Linked DNA regions of Ovis aries: region 1 is linked to region 2. A link is a contact called in public Hi-C data. All regions are on one chromosome and are shown on one strand. The core of a region is the stretch at or near the end of the contact, and the rest is flanking DNA. Distances in the headings are between cores, read along the strand shown. Region 1 has its middle 37 kb from the start of RAPGEF5. Region 2 has its middle 170 kb from the start of CDCA7L.

Region 1 (3,637 bases), core at 882-3,381, 350 kb before region 2:
GAGTCCTCAAACACATGAGCAAAACATTCTCAGAACTGTATTTTGAGGCTTTCTCAACTAGTTCCTGAATCAGTTAAGAGTCTTGGCAGATCAAAGCTAGCACACTCACACTGGATACTTTGAGGAGCTTTGACCAAAAGGATTATTGACCAAGCTGTATAGGCAGAATATAAAGAAATGGATCATGTTTAGTGCAGTGTCCTGGAGTTAACTGTCTCAGGGATCTGTTGCCCCCTAAGTGTGAAGGGACTAGGGGAGGCCAGAATTTCTGAGAGGAACCCTGAGAGGGCAGCTGTATAGACAGTTGCCGGACAGTCACTGAAGCTTCCCACAGATGACGCAGTCAGCTCCTGATGACCCGGAAGGAGGATGCCAGGGGGCTAAAAGCCTCAGCATCTCGGTTCTCTCACCACCTGATCATCTGCTGGTGCCTTCTTTTGTGCAATCCCAACTGACAGCAATCAGGAATGGGGTCATTGCTGTGTTCCTTGCAGGTCAACCTCCACAGCTACAGGACAGGGCAGCTGTGGGGCACATAAGTGGCCTGATCCTGAGCAGAGCTGGACAGGGTTAGATGAAGGAAAAGCGGCGCTTCTTGTGATAACTGCGTATGACTGTCACCCTTTCCAATTAGCAGGCCACGGTTATGTGCAAGATCGCATCAAGGATCGCATGTCAACTCCAAGGAGGTGACTGGTGGTCCCTTTTTCTAGACAAGGCAACTGGGTAAGTAAGCTGCTTGGCATTTTTGAGCTTTAAAGCCACACGACTGGTAAAGTGGGATTAGGGCCCTCTTGAGTCTTTTGGTGTTCTCACAAATGCTTCCAGTCAGCTGTGGCTACAGTGAAGCAGACTCTTCATATAAATGACTGCCTGCATCACTTTTGCAAGGCTGCCTTCACAAGGCCCCACAGACTGGATGGTTTAGAACAGCGAACGCTGGTCTCAAGGCTCTGGAGGAGAGAAGCTGGAGACTGAGTTGGTGGCGAGGTTGGTCTCGAGGGAACCTGCTTCACGCCTCCCTCTGAGCTTCTAGCGGTTTGCTGGCAGTCTCTGGCATGTCTCGGCTTGTGGGTGCTTCACCCTGATCTTGACCTTCATCTTCTCGTGACGTCATTCCCATGTGCATGGCTCTCTTTGTCCAAATTTCCCATTCTTACAAGGACACCAGCCCTGTTGGATTAGGGCCAATCCTAATGACCTGTTAAACATGATTATCTGCAAAGACCCTTTTTTCATTTAAGGTCAGGTCCACAGCTACTGGGGTTAGGACTCACACATGAATTTGGAAGACACAATTCAAATCATAACCGTTCCCTGTTATCATTCCTGTCCAAAGTATTTATTGACCATCCTGCACCTTCATAGTGCTAGGAAGAGTCAACTTATAGTGCAAGTTCAGCTACTACCTATGACCTCATTAGCTTCTTTACGGTGGGGTCCTGACAGCAACCCCTCACAGAGCTAGTGGAGGTTTCAGTGGCATGATGCATATTAAATGTTAAGCAACGAGTCTGGCAGAGTAAACACCTAATAACTAGTAATGTCAGGTTATCACTGTTTCCTGGCACAAACCCAGGGGTGGGGTAGCTGGACGATATGGTACCTCTATCCTCCGGCCTCAAGGACCCTCCATGATTTCCTCCACAGTGGCTGCTTCCAGCTACCATCACAGAAGTGGGCTAGGAGAGCTCCCCTTGCCCCATGATCTCCCCAGCATGCATTCTTGCAGACTGGTTGATGATGCCTGCCCTCACTGGCTGCAAGTGATTCCTCCTTGTTGCACTGCTTTGCATCTCTCAGGGAAGGAGAGGCAGTCAGGATCCTTCCATGTGACATTTCTTTTTTCTTTTAAAAAGAATGTGAGAACACTTCACATGATGAAATTGGATTCGTAAAACCTGGCGCCATTTGCAGCCTAGGTCACTGCTTGAGGACAAATGTTACAATGCTTAGTCCTTGTGAGTATTATACCTAAATTCCCATCGGACCAAGTTTGAAAGATGTTATTGAGAGGTATGGCCACAAGGTGGCAGCACTTCCCCATTCCTGCTATCCGTAATGTGTATGGACCAGAGGCTTGGTCAAAGTCCTGTTTCTGGTATGTAAATCAGCAGAAAGACCAGAAGAAACTCCCAAGGGGTTATGTCTCATCCCTTCTTACCCAGTACCATTCAGCACCACCAAGCAACCCCCATGCCTAGACCAATGCACACCCCCTCTTTTGAGTTCTGATGAAAATGCTGTCTTCAAGAGGTAAGGAGACTCTTAAGGCCAGAGGCCGAAGTTGGAAACACCATCAATGGCAGACGTGCAACTATATGACTTTTGGAAGCTCTTCCAGCCCCAAAGGTCCCCCATCCTCTGGGTGCACTAGGGTTGTTTTAGCTGTAGAGAGTGAAACTGGGTCTGGAGATTGTGCTTTTCTCCCTAAGGATGTACAGGACAGGTCTACCGTGAGGAGGATCATGGGTGCACATCGCTGTCAGCTCCCTCAGCCCCAGGAACACCCAGCCAAAGGAGGCGAGCCTGCTCAGGCTCCAGCGATGTGACCCAAGTCTGATTCCTGGGGCCTGAGGGGACTACAGTAGTTATTTTTTTCAGTGGTTAAATTAATGTCTGTTTCACGTTGGAGTAGTTGATGGACAATGTTGCGTCTGTTGCAGTTGTACACCTTGATTCAGGTATAGGTGGAGGTATAGCCCGCCTTTCTGGATCCTTGCACCGCAGTTCATGCATACAGTTCATGCACGGCCTGCATGCAGTGGGGAGAGTGCTGCATCAAATGCTGCCTCGGGTCATGGGGGTGTTAGGTCCCCCACGCTGTTCCCACTGTGGTTGACGTCGGTTGCGCACCCAAGAGCGTGCAGGACCGTTCCCTCTGCCTATTCCCCCAACCTCAGCATGAAATGTGTGCAGTGTTTGAATATGGTCGTCTTGATTGGCAGCAGGTGGTGCCGCCTTGGAGCACTCATTTGCATTCGTAAGAGAAATATGTCCTGCACTCTCTCCGACGTTTTTCCTTGTGGTTTTACATTTTTCTTTATACTGAGGGTGAACAAAATTTCCAGGCTGAAAGCGCTTCCTGAAAGCCTGTCCTCTTTCAGGTTTGTGTTCGGTATCCTGCTCAAGTCCCATGCTTGACGACAGGTATTGTTTGGAACCTCTTAAGGCTTCTGAGTATTCCGTTCCCAGAAGCCCGTGGTTGAGAGGGGTTGTTGCGAGAAACGGCCACAAGGCGGCAGCTGCTGCTGGGGAAGGAGAACCTTCCTGAAAGTTGGTTTGCTGGGCTCTAAATATGAGCGGAAAGCGCCAGAACAAATTGCCAAGGGCTTGTGCCTTATCCTTAGTATCCTCATTGCCATTCAGCCCCACCAAGTCATCCCCACCCCGACACCAATCCCACCCTTCTATTCCGCTCCTCTCTAGATGCTACCATCTAAAGGTAAGAGACTCTGAGTACCGAGCCTGGAGGTGGGAACTCCGCCCCTCAGCCACCTCCAATAGGAGATGCGCAGACCAGGCAACTCTTCAAATGTCTTCCATTCCAATATGTCCTCCACTTTCTGGGTGCACTGGGGTTATGTGAATCCTGCAGGGACAAACTGGGTCTGGAGATTGTGCTTTGCTCCCGAAT
Region 2 (3,411 bases), core at 264-2,763:
GATCACTTTCAGCCCCTGGCTGTGAAGAGAATTGGTGCAGATCTGCAATTGCTAGAGATAATTGGTTTTGTTTTGTTTCAGGAAGTGACTAGGCTGATGTGGGAAACAAGAACTGTTCATGGTCCTTTGTGTCCCGTTGACCTGGGCTGGGCCTCAGCTGGGAGGGAATGGCAGTGGGCCAAGAGCGGAAGGGCGCCTCACCCTTCCCGACCCGGTGCCCCTGCTGACTCCACAGTACAGTCCTAGCAGACATGAAGGCCTGCAATAAACAGACGAATAAAGCCCTGGAATCAACACAGCAGGGTCTGCTTCCAGCACAGAGCCAGCTGCTGCCTCCCCAGGGGTAAGGAGGGTCCACAGTGAGGGTGAACCTTGTCCTTTCAGCTGTCATTATATTCCTGGCTGCTGCCACCTGGCCTCACTCTGCCTTCTTGCCCAGAACCCGACTGGAGCCAGCATGCAAGTCTGGCTGGACTCTTCTCCTCCCCACCCCAACATGCTGTGGCCGGGACCCTTCTGCACCTAGCCCCACTCCCCCCAAGTAAGGCTCGTCCACTCCCAGATCCTCTTGGGTGACCCATCCTGCACTGAACCCCCTTATCACTGTCTCAGTTCCTAGAGCAGGTCCCACCCACGACTCTGGGGAACCACCCTTCATGGCCTCACCACCCATCTTGTGTGGGCTGCCTCGAGGGTGAGGAAAAGGACCAACCTCACAGGCTAGACTGCCAGGTCGAATCAGACTCAGGCATTGAAGAGTTGGGAGAACCAGCAAAAGTTTCCACCGCCATCTTAGCTGCTGTTTCTGCACCTCAGAAAATGGGAGTTCATATGCCTTCTCCCTCACAAAGTGGTATGAGAAATAAGATGAAAATATATAGTAGTACATCAGATGATACGAGGTTCCTAAAGAAAAAAACGCTAAAGCAGGGAAGGGGATTGGAGAGTGCCAGGGAGAGGGTCAAAGTGCCAGGACAGGCCTTTGTTATATGAGTTGAATTAGGCCCCCTCAAAACTCATATGTTACGGTCCTAACCCCTAGGATCTCAGAATGTGACTTTATTGGGAGACAGGGCCTTTACGAAGGTTATGAAGTTAATTTGAAGTCCTTATGGTATAAGCCGTCTAGTAGGACCCACATTCTTATGAGAAGTGAAAGTGTTAGTCGCTCAGTCGTATCCAACTCTTTTGCAACACCGTGGACTGAAGCCTGCCAGGCTCCTCTGTCCGTGGAATTCTCCAGGCAAGAATACTGGAGTGGGTTGCCAGTTCCTTCAGGAGAACTTCCCAACCCAGGAATCGAACCTGCACCTCCTGCTTGGCAGGTGGATTCTTTACTACTGAGCCACCTGGGAATCACATTTGATACTTAATGACAGTTTGTGGACTAAGGGCCTCCACTGCTGTGGGGACTAAAATGTGAGACATTCAGGCCATCTGGTGGGCATGTGCTGATCCTGCTCAGCGTTTAGGTTGCAGTTGTAGATTCCTGTTCTTGAGGTCCTGGTTAAATCAAAGGACACAATGAGGCACTGTTGTGAGTGAGAGGCTTGGCTGCTCTGCTTTACTGGGCCACGGTCCAGTGGGTTCTTGTTTTGTTTTTGCAACACAATGCAGAGTCTTTAAAAAAAAAAAAAAAAACAAATCAAGGGAATGAGAAAGGAGCCAAGCTGGAGAACATTGACACTTGAAAGGGTCAGGCAGGCACTGTCTGTCATCTGCTGTCCCCGAAGGGGATGAGGCTTCCCTGGTGGATCAGCTGATACAGAATCTGCCTGCAATGCAGGAGACCCAGGTTTGATCCCTGGGTCAAGAACATCCTCTGGAGGAGTGCATGACTGCCCGCTCCAGTACTCTTGCCTGGGGAATTCCACAGACAGAGGAGCCTGGTGGGCTACATACAGTTCATGGGGTCACAAAGTGTTGGACTTGACTGAACGAACTTTCTTTCAAGGGGATGAGAGTGAGAGCCAGGCTGGAATGGATCAGGCAAGTTCCTCCACACTCCCTCCTGTTGACCATCAAGTGAAAAGTCCCAAACCTACAAAGCACCTGATCTGAGCCCTGCTTGATTCTCCAGCCTGTCCTCTGGTACTGCTCCCCACCCCACCACACTCCCCAAGAGACACACGTTCGCTTCACTGCTGCTGCTGCTAAGTCGCTTCAGTCGTGTCCGACTCTGTGCGACCCCATAGACGGCAGCCCACCAGGCTCCCCCATCCCTGGGACTCTCAAGGCAAGAACACTGGAGTGGGTTGCCATTTCCTTCTCCAATGCATGAACGTGAAAAGTGAAAGTGAAGTCGCTCAGTCGTGTCCAACTCTCAGCAACCCCATGGACCACAGCCCACCAGGCTCCTCCGTCCATGGGATTCTCCAGGCAAGAGTACTGGAGTGGGGTGCCATTACCTCCTCCTCGCTTCACTTCAGCCAAGCTCAACCTTTCAGGCAAGCCCGCAAGCCAGAGGACTCTCCATTCTACCATCCCCATTACCCAGCGGGCACTCCGGCACTAGGCGGTGCTGTGCTCTCGCGGGGCTACGGCCGTGAACGTGAACGAGACGCACGATCCGCCCTGCACGCGCGCACCTGCCCGGGGTGAGGCCGCTGCTGGCAGGGCAGCTACTCGCCGCCCCTCCAAGGGACGCTCCAGCCTCAGCGCCGCGGGGGAGGCTGGCCGGGGCCCTCAGGCCTGCGTGGATTTCCTCCCCACTGGCTGTCTCCGCCGGCCCAGGTTTAGCCCTCAGGTAGGTGTCCCAGGCGCAGATGAAGGGCACAGTTCACGGCCCAGCGATGCTGCAGCGTCGGCGGGATTCGCAGCCTTGCGGGGCCAGCGCTGCCCGCTCCAGGACCCCGCGGATGACGGGAGTTGGCTGAAGAGCTCCGGGGGCTGTGGATTAGAGGTCGCTTCAGCCCCTTCCCAGTGTTGTGATGTCGGAGGAGCTGGAAGCGATTCCAGCACATTCCTGAATGCGTATAGCCAGGGTGAATCCAAGTCCCCTTTCCCAGAGCAGGTACCAGCTAGGCCACACCTGAGGTCTGTGCCAGCAGTTCAGAGGTCCCAGGGCCACCACGGTCACGTTCTTCCTCGAGGCCCTGAACGCTGTCCGCAATTCAGAGGAGACCTCCGGAGGCATTAGCTGAGGCCTGCTCAGAAATGACCCTCTCACTGCTAGGGGCGCAGAGAACCCTTGTCCTCCGCTCCACCCCACCTCTTCTCCCCAACAGTCCTGCCAGGGCTAAACTTTGGCCACTCCCAGATCCCACGAGGGCTAAGAATTTGCCTGACTCTCACAATGGCTGAGCGCCCTTGTTGCCCCAGCCATGTATAAGCTGCTGAACATTCCCAGGTGTGACTAGCCTGGTGCCCCAAATTGGGGTGGAGGGGGATGGAATGAAGGTATAAAGCTCG

Evidence for each region. A called contact is a pair of places that touch in the nucleus more often than the background predicts.
Region 1: a Hi-C map of hypothalamus shows a contact between it and region 2, with 7 times the contacts expected there. The contact joins two enhancer-like sites. A contact is called at or near these places in 9 of 16 Hi-C or Micro-C datasets (blood, hypothalamus, liver and 5 more).

What each region holds. Positions count from the first base shown.
Region 1 is chr4:32,179,130-32,182,766 of ARS-UI_Ramb_v3.0, reverse strand. No RefSeq gene overlaps it. Among named protein-coding and RNA genes, the nearest start is that of RAPGEF5, 37 kb to the right of the region's middle. Within about 2 kb of position 2,131, at least 8 of the 54 cell types and tissues checked have an H3K27ac peak or open chromatin away from gene starts, as enhancers often do. A contact at or near this core is called in hypothalamus, where this site is marked.
Region 2 is chr4:31,824,268-31,827,678 of ARS-UI_Ramb_v3.0, reverse strand. No RefSeq gene overlaps it. Among named protein-coding and RNA genes, the nearest start is that of CDCA7L, 170 kb to the right of the region's middle. Within about 2 kb of position 1,513, at least 23 of the 54 cell types and tissues checked have an H3K27ac peak or open chromatin away from gene starts, as enhancers often do. A contact at or near this core is called in hypothalamus, where this site is marked.